3 separate regions of the Mus musculus genome follow, and all the other regions are linked to region 3. The links are chromatin contacts, called in public HiChIP or PLAC-seq and capture Hi-C maps. All regions are on one chromosome and are shown on one strand. Each heading gives the region's core, a stretch centred on a gene start, on an enhancer-like site or on the middle of the called end of the contact. The rest is flanking DNA. Distances are from core to core; before and after follow the strand shown.

Region 1 (2,716 bases), core at 47-2,546, 250 kb before region 3:
AGCTTTAAGAGTGATGTTTCTACTGGATAATTAGGTGTTGAGATGGCTTTTCATAGGGTGTGTGGGGTGTTGCATGGAAGTGTGAGGAACTTGTGGGGGACATCTTAGAGATGGCCCAGTGGGAACCCTGTGGCCCTGTGGGGCGAAGAGTTGACTGCCAAGAGACTGAGCAAGTGAGATCACCTGACATGGGGGTTAGCCCTAGAGAGTTGGTAGCGGCAGGCAGGAGCATAGCCTGGCCTGGCTGAGAATTGGCGTGTTCATTTTATAATATTTCCCTCAACAATCTATTGCTTTGGGCCAAATGGTAACACAGTATACTATGACTGAAACACATAGAAGGAGGCGAATTTACCTTATGGCAGCCAGGGGGCAAAGAGATAGATGGGAATGGGCTCAGATCCCCTTTAAGGGTACTCTCCTAGCCCCCAGATGACAGATTTGGGGCTAGATTTCCTCCACTAGATTCCACATTAGAAACATTAGACCTCACTGCAGCATCACACACTAGGCAAGCTTTTGCATTATTGGCCTGTGAGGGACACTTAGAATTGGAACTGTAGCACTAATGAATGAAGGCTAAGATGGATTGCTGGTGGCTCTCCTGTCTTGCTGCCAGCCTGCTGCCCTGTCTAGTGTAGGGAGTACACTTTTCTTTCTGTTGCAAAAACAATAAGGGCATCAAGATGATAAATTTTATGTTATGTGGAATTTTTTTCTTCTAACATAAAGACAATCAGATCTTACTTACTCATTGCCTGTAACTAATTTATTTTAAAACCTGAGCCACATAACCAGACTGTCACTGTCTGTGATCCTGTGTAAAGATTCCATGTCGTACCTGTCCTTCTAATTTTCTACTGCTTTGCTAAGTCCTTTAGGCACTTTAGTCTGTTACACCGCCACAACCAGAGAATGGAGTTTTGATTTGTAATACAAACCAAGTAAAACCTATGACTAGCAGTCTCTGGAGCTCCTTCAGTGGTACAGACTTGAAGAGGGGCCTTTAATGATGCCCTGCCTGCCATGTTGCTGTCTGGGATCCAGGAAGGCAGGTAGACAGCAGTCTGAATTGCATTTGGTATTTCCTGTGTTCCAATGCCTGGATGTAAATGAGAGATGAGCATTTCAATTTGGATGATCTGGCTGGGTTCCTAAGCCGAATGGCTGCGCATATACCATAAACACCGTGAAGAAGCAACCATGGAAACACTTGTTTTCTTGTTGAGCTAAATTTACTCTGGGTTGAATATTAACACAGCTCCTGGCAGGACTTTAAAAGCAAAAATAGCTTAAGCGTGATTCACTCTGAGTCACTGCTGGTGCTGAGCTGCCTGGTGCTTGACATTGAACAAGTTGGCAGCCTGCATTGCTACATTTTTTCTAGGAACTCTGAACACATTTCATTCTTGTGAATTTGCTTGTGCAATGATATTAAATAGAGTAATATGTTTACTTTGTTTCTAAGTCAAATGAATTTGAGAATGGCGAAACTAAAGTATTTTTCTTGGGCTTTCTGGAAAAGCAAGCTTCTCAGAATTCTGTGGTTTCTTTAACAGTTTATTTTATAGGAGATTAGTAAAATATGGAAATTTTAGATTAGATACTGGGGCTTCTGGAAGTTTTGTTAAAAAGTCTAGTAGTACTATTAAGCAGGATTCATTAATCTTCTGTCCTTACCAGACAAGGTGATTGTGCCATTCACAAAGCTCTTTCCTTTTCTTTCTTACCAGGGGAGGGAGGGAGGGAGGCAGGCGGTACTGCAGCCTGCTGTACACTCAGCTAGGCGGTTAACTTAGGAAATACTTTTCTTATTTGAGATTATATAATGGGAAGTTCATGGGTTTTGAAAGGCAGACCAGACCCACCCAGGGGATCTCTGTTGGCTCTTTAAAGGCCTCCCTCACATGCCTTTCCCTGAGTCAACCCAAGTGGCTGCTAAATCGTGAGTAGCCTGTTGGCTGACTGTGGGAAAACCTAGGACAGAGCAACTCGCCTCATCCATGATCAGCTAGGGCTGAGTCTAGAACGCTATATGAGAATGGTTTTCCCTTGATGTTGCAATTTCTATTTTAACATGTTTTTGTTTAGCTTTTGGAGTTGCCCAACAGTGTAATTTCAATTGAGGTTTAGTTTCAGCTCTTCCAATTTTTTTTTTCTAATTTAAAGACACTATCATTTTGTCTTAGAACTTCAATGACTTATATAAAAAATGGTTTTCCTATGATAGTCTTAAAACCAAAAGGAGCCTAGCCTAATTTTTGATAGTATTTTGAAATTATTTTACCATAAAATTGTACATTAGAAGATGCAACTCTGGTAGAGAATTTCAACATAGTTGCATAAATTGTGTTTCATATTACAACTTGTTCTCTGCTTGACTTCACTGAAATTAATAAAAGAACCCTTTCAGAAGGATCTGGTGAGTTAGCTTTGGTTTTTTTTTTTTTTTTAAAGAACTTACTCATAGTGTATCCTGTGTTGCTAAGTTTTCAAAGTTACCCATTTCAACCACACCCAAACCCTTTCAGAGGCTTGAAATCTCTTTACTCAGATGTCTTCCCAGTAAAGATTGGGGATCTCTGTGAGTTCCAGGAGATGCGTGAGGACTGTGTAAGAGCTAATGCTTGGTGATGGAGCTGCTGCTGAGTCTTGGATACAACACACAGTTCCTTATTCTGCAGTCAGAGATCCCTTACAGCTTTCTGACTCCGGC
Region 2 (2,803 bases), core at 80-2,579, 230 kb before region 3:
TCTGCCTTATAGGGAAACAAAAGATCATCTGACTTTGAGAGCCACACAGAGGTATCTCACTTACAGTGGACCAGCACTTTAAAAGATGTATTAGGGTTTAAGGGGATACCAACCGTGAAGCCATTTTGTAGCCAATCAAATAATTAGAATAATGGACTCCATGTAAGTGTCAGAGAACTGTGCATATCAGCTGTTAACATAGCAGCAAGCAGTGATGCTCCTGGCAGATTGTCTCAGACAGAGCAGGTAACAGGGATCTGTCTGTCGTCCCAGCGTTTTGGTCAACAGGACGAAGACAGAAAACTGCATGGGACTCCTCAGTGCTCTTGTCGCACTGGCAGGAATCAATAGGAACTTGACAGAGGAAGATGTGACGTTCATCCCCAGAAACTTGTCCCTTTTAGAAAAAGAGACAAGAAAATATTTTAATATTTTTCTAATTACTCTGAAAAAAAAAAAGGAGCAGGGAAGAGAAGCCATTTATAAGCATGAAAAACAGAATGTAGTTTAAAATTAAAACCAGCCATCCTCATCACCACCTGTAGCTATCCTGCTCTGTTAAAAGACCAGGATGCAAAGCTCCTTCTAGCCAACCATAGCTAATCCAAAGGCACTTAAAAAAAAAAAAAGGACAGCACTAGAAATATGTCACAGGCAACAACAGATGGTGAAAGTTGGGGTATATTGTTAGAGAATTTAAAGCAAAATATAAGGCTAATTTTTTTTTTAACTCGTGAGAATTGTGAATGTTTGCCAAGTGGCAATCGTGAAACTTGTTTTTCATCAAAATGTGTTTCAGAAGTAGCAGAATTGGCAAAACCACAGTGATGTTGCAACTTAGAACTCATTCCTTTCAGAGCTAATGGACATCCACAAATGTAAAGATTCACCACGCTTAATTAGCTATATGCTATTATGCTAATAATGCTTTGTAGCCTACAGAAACTCACCAAGTCAGCACACTGGAATCATTCTATATTACAAAGAAAATTTTAGGGGCATTTAAAACATTGAAACTGTACTTAACAAATTATCTGACCATAATGCAGAAAAATCCACTCTGTGTCAAATATCAACCAAAGTTAGAGTCACTTGATTGAGATATATATATGTGTGTGTGTGTGTGTGTGTGTGTGTATAATGTATATGTATATATATATATATATATATATAAAATAACTCAAGTTGAAGATACATTGAAAATGTAGTTAAAACTAATTTTAAAATGTACATGATTTATCAAAATACATAGATATGACAAGGTTTACTAAAACCATTTCATAAAAGGAAGTAATTCCTTCATTAAGATAAAGAGAAAATTGCGAGTTAAGCAATGCGAAGCAAAACCGGAAGTAAAGGGACAGGGAACTAGAAAAGCAGTGGTCCTAGCTGACTTAGGAGAACAGGCAGGCAGGAGACAGAGAAGACTCTAGGGTAAACTCCAGAACAAGAAAGGAGATAAAAGAAACTATGGAAAGAGGTAAAAGTTAGACAATTATAGGTGTGGCAGAAGTTTTAAAGCATACATTTGAAAGGCCAGCCTAGATAGAGCCCAGTGTAAGCTATTGCCTAGAGCATGTGAGGCCAAGGGTTGGACCCCCCCAACATCAGAAAGAAAAATTTGGTGTACTTCTGTACATTTTTAAAAATAATCAAGTCATAATTTAAATCTTCAAAATAACCAAAAATAATCTTAAAACCAAAAAAATCACTTAAAATACCTGTGAATGGTGTATTGATGAGAGTAGAGTTTAGAAGGGCTGGAGAGAAGGTTCAGTGGTTAGGAGCACTGGCTGCTCTTCCAGGGGACCCAGCCCCCACATGAAGTTCACAACCGTCTGTGACTGCAGTCAGAGGAGACAAAACCAGAGTCACATTGCTCTAGTACATTCAAATTGGTTTTGTTTGTTTGTTTCTTTTCTCAAAAGTTAAAAACTGGCTTTTAAACTAGATATTTTGAAACCTTCATTTGAACTTAGTCACAAGCAGTGATAGAAGGTAGGGAACCCTAAGCATTAGCAGCACCTTGAGAGAATCCACCCCAGAAACAGTCCCTGAGAGTCCAGGCAGGGGTTTATTGTTCATTACTCATTACAGAGCCCCTGCTGTGATAATCTCCATGTCACCAGTGGAGAGTTTGAAAGGGGCCCCTTGTGTGCTGTGTGAGTCTACATTAGGACTCTAGGTGTCTAGAGAGCCAGCTCTCTGTGAACCCTTACTTCTTAAGGGAGAATGATAATAAAGAAGCGGGCAGCCGTGTAATGAGCCTGTCTGAGATCTTTGTGTGTGATAGATTTCCAAGTCCTCGGAGAAATGATGGCTCACTCAATAAAAATACTTGGTCAGTGTTTTGATAAAAATTTGTTAAGCCACAAAACATAAAACAGTATATACAGTCAAATCTAGTTTTCACAAAGTACTTTATTATGTGCTGTAGAGGAAATCTACAAGAGTATATGCAGCTATTAAAAATAGTTTTATTTGACCTTAGCACTACAGTGATTTGAAATTGTGCTTATATGTATATATGCAATGTTTCTATAGTTAAAATACATGTCCATTAAAGCAATAAGATCCCTCCACAAGCAGTAGGCATGTTCATAGCACCCATACCTATTGAGAAGTTAAATGGGGAGGGGAGGGAAGGGGAGGGGAGGCTTGGGGGGTGGGAAATCCGAATAAACAAACAGAACTGAATTAGCAAAGTGAACATACGACATAAGGTGCCTAAGAATGAACCAAAGAAATATGTTACCTCTTTTCAGAAAGTGGATTTCAAAAATTTTAAGTATAGGAAGGGAGT
Region 3 (2,700 bases), core at 66-2,565:
GCCACCAGTGAAAAGGACACAAGCCAGTGACTCCTGAAGTCAGGTTCCCAGAGGAATTTGAACACACTTTTGGTTAGCAGTGCCAGTGTTGGGAAGGCACCCCTTAGAGGTCCTGTTTTAGAGATTCTATTGGTAGAGAGAATTAACTGAGGTCCTATTCTTTTTGTTGAAGTTTATGAACTGATCCCTAAAGAGAAATGGGTATCGCTGGGGACAGGCTAACAGCTGGCATCCATCTTGGTGGGCTGTGGCTCATGGGTGTGACCACTGCACCCAAGCACCTGACAAACACAGATGAAGCAGTCGTTAAGTTCCCAAGGTGTGGAATGGTGGCACACGTGTGTAGGGTGGGTCTTTCTACGTCACTTAACCCACTCTAGAAAGTCTTGTACAGTTCTGCCCAGGAGTCTTGTCTGCTAAGTGATTTTAGATCCCACCAAGCTGGGAACTCAGAAGGGCCACCCATGCAGAAGAGAGTCCGACAAAGGTACCTGAGAACCTGATGCTACAGCAGAGTGTCATGAACCTGGCGTTAAGGCAGAGAGGATGGTACGAAGGCCTTGAGGTGGAAGAGAGCTCAGAGGTGGAGCAAAGTGGGTAGAATTGTAGAGAGGGAGAGGGAGAAAGGCGGGGGGGGGGCAGGAGGCTGACTTAGTTAGAGGTAATGTGAGGTAATCATTTCAACTTTGCAGGCCACGGTCATGGTCAGGCTTAACCTGGCCCCTAGTTATTTTGTGACCTAGGTGTGTGTCCTTTCTTTCTGGGTTCACTTTTTATTGTAGGCAAAAGGGTTGTTTGGACAATTCACTCTCAAGCCTCTCTGTCTGTTGTAAAACAAATCGACAACCAAGACCCACCAGCGCAAACAGCGGCATAGAGACTCTAAGAAGCACAGACGCTAGTGTGCACGCGCACATGCGTGTGTACGTGTGTGTGTACGTGTGTGTGTGTGTGTGTGTGTGTGTGTGTGTGTGTGTGTCTGTGTCTGTGTCTGTGTCTGTGTCTGTGTCCGTGAAGCTCCCACAGAGAGGATCACACCAGATGGGGGCCATCTCTGTAGGCTTCTGCCTGGGCTCACAGATCAGCTTTAGGGTCCACCCGCACAGCACACCACATTTCCATTTGCACAGCAAGGCTGCATCCTTGTCATTTTCTCTCATCCCAGAGTGCCTGGGGCCAGAGGGGACAGGGCAGGGCCCCCGTGTGCCGGAAACTTTTGTTGACCGTGCACATTTCGCTCTACAGGATCAGCACAGCTGCTGTCTTGCCTCATCTCATCTCTGACCCTGAGGGGTGGCCTTCACCCAGTTTGCTAATGTGCTCAGTTCCTCTTTGGGGCATATGCTTGTCCCTCCAAGTTCTCGTGGCTGCGTGGAAGTGGACCTAGGCCCAGAGGGTGACTAAGAGGGGAAGCCCCTGTACTGTGTGGCTCCCAGAGGCTCCTGGTTGTGTAAGGGCCTTTTTTTTTTTTTTTTTGAGGAGGTTGCAGGCAACAGGATGAATCATAGCAAACACACGTGGCTCTAGCAGGGGACAGTCCTTCCTTATGCTGCTGTGGAAAGCAAAGTTTCTTAAAATGAATCAGCAGTGCCTGTACCCCAGGCTGTGGGAGGAGAATGAGGGTTCGAGTTACAGATTTCCAGAGTATTTGGGTGTGGTCCCCAAGGTCTGACAGTTGAGACTGCAGGGACCTAGGTCTCTGGGTCTTTCAGAGATGGAAGGACCTGCATCGCTCACTTGAGTTTTGGCTGGAGACCTGTTACTTAATGTGCAAAAGCTACTTGTCAGGACTGAAGGAGAGATGGGGTGCATTTTCAAGTGAAGAGACATAGGCTCTGAACCTGCAAGTCCCAGAGGGTCTCCTCATCTGGATAACCCAAGAGAGATATTTCTGGCAGCTATTCAGTAGAAAAGAACTCTTCATGCTTTCCCAAGTAGCAAGGCAGAGAGGAAAGTGGCTAGGAACTACCAAGCTTTGAAGTTAGCGTGAAGTTCACATCCCGTATGGTGTTTTGGAGTGAGTCTGCAGACAGCTGAGCCCTGCTTTCTCTTCTGTAAAATCAGGAAACCGTATCTGCCAGCTGAGCACACTGTGAAGAACACAAGCGGAAGACAGGCACCATGGCAGACTTCCGTAATTCCAGCTCTCAGGGTGAGGCGGGGGTGGGGGTGGGGGACGGTGCGAATGGAGATTGTCACAAGAGTGAGGAAGACCCACAAGGCCCCCAGTAGAGGGCTTTATAGAACTCCTCAGTAGACACTAAGAGACCAGGGTGGATAGCCAGGCATTTTGGCTCATTAGCTGTGTGTTTGTAGGTTTGTCTTTTAGTTGATGTGCGCCTGAGTTTCTTCATGACTTCTTAATAGACTTGATGGATGGGATGATCGTTGCAAAACTGAAAGTGGTTCAGAAGCCTGGGACATTCTGAATGCTGACCAGTTAACAGCAAACCCCGCCTCTTCCCACCTTTCTGAAGTCTATTGGGCCTACATTGATATCATCATATTACATCCTAATGATACCAGGCCCTTTCCTTGATCCTTTGGGGGCCCCAGCTCCTAGCCCAATTCACTCCAGCTCTTTAGAAGATAGAAACAAGTGTAACCTACTGCTATCTAACAAAGGTTATCACAGTGTCCGTCATCTTACCAGAGCTCCGGGCGGGACGGGGTGGGGAAGACAGATGAAGTGATCATTAT

Evidence for each region. HiChIP or PLAC-seq counts read pairs in DNA pulled down with a chosen protein or histone mark. Capture Hi-C pulls out chosen DNA fragments and counts their contacts.
Region 1: an HNF4G HiChIP or PLAC-seq map of pancreatic cancer cells shows a contact between it and region 3. The contact joins two enhancer-like sites. A contact is called at or near these places in 1 of 15 datasets of contacts at CTCF or cohesin (the NIH/3T3 cell line), 4 of 484 Hi-C or Micro-C datasets (ECoMG-derived neutrophils, bone marrow-derived macrophages, granulocyte-monocyte progenitors and 1 more) and 5 of 115 datasets of contacts at active chromatin or transcription factors (CD8 T cells, Th17 cells, bone marrow-derived macrophages and 2 more).
Region 2: a contact with region 3 is called in a capture Hi-C map of bone marrow-derived macrophages, with 2.6 times the contacts expected there. The contact joins two enhancer-like sites. A contact is called at or near these places in 1 of 484 Hi-C or Micro-C datasets (Th1 cells), 2 of 115 datasets of contacts at active chromatin or transcription factors (microglia and pancreatic cancer cells) and 1 of 9 other capture datasets (bone marrow-derived macrophages).

Annotation. Positions count from the first base shown.
Region 1 is chr15:59,479,460-59,482,175 of GRCm38.p6, forward strand. All of the region lies in intron 4 of Nsmce2 (NSE2/MMS21 homolog, SMC5-SMC6 complex SUMO ligase), which reads left to right. Among named protein-coding and RNA genes, the nearest start is that of Nsmce2, 110 kb to the left of the region's middle. Within about 2 kb of position 1,297, at least 228 of the 459 cell types and tissues checked have an H3K27ac peak or open chromatin away from gene starts, as enhancers often do. A contact at or near this core is called in CD8 T cells, the NIH/3T3 cell line, Th17 cells and 4 more, where this site is marked.
Region 2 is chr15:59,500,327-59,503,129 of GRCm38.p6, forward strand. The region is part of intron 4 of Nsmce2 (NSE2/MMS21 homolog, SMC5-SMC6 complex SUMO ligase); the gene reads left to right. Among named protein-coding and RNA genes, the nearest start is that of Gm36677, 120 kb to the right of the region's middle. Within about 2 kb of position 1,330, at least 18 of the 459 cell types and tissues checked have an H3K27ac peak or open chromatin away from gene starts, as enhancers often do. A contact at or near this core is called in bone marrow-derived macrophages, where this site is marked.
Region 3 is chr15:59,726,961-59,729,660 of GRCm38.p6, forward strand. No RefSeq gene overlaps it. Among named protein-coding and RNA genes, the nearest start is that of Gm19510, 67 kb to the right of the region's middle. Within about 2 kb of position 1,316, at least 184 of the 459 cell types and tissues checked have an H3K27ac peak or open chromatin away from gene starts, as enhancers often do. A contact at or near this core is called in CD8 T cells, the NIH/3T3 cell line, Th17 cells and 4 more, where this site is marked.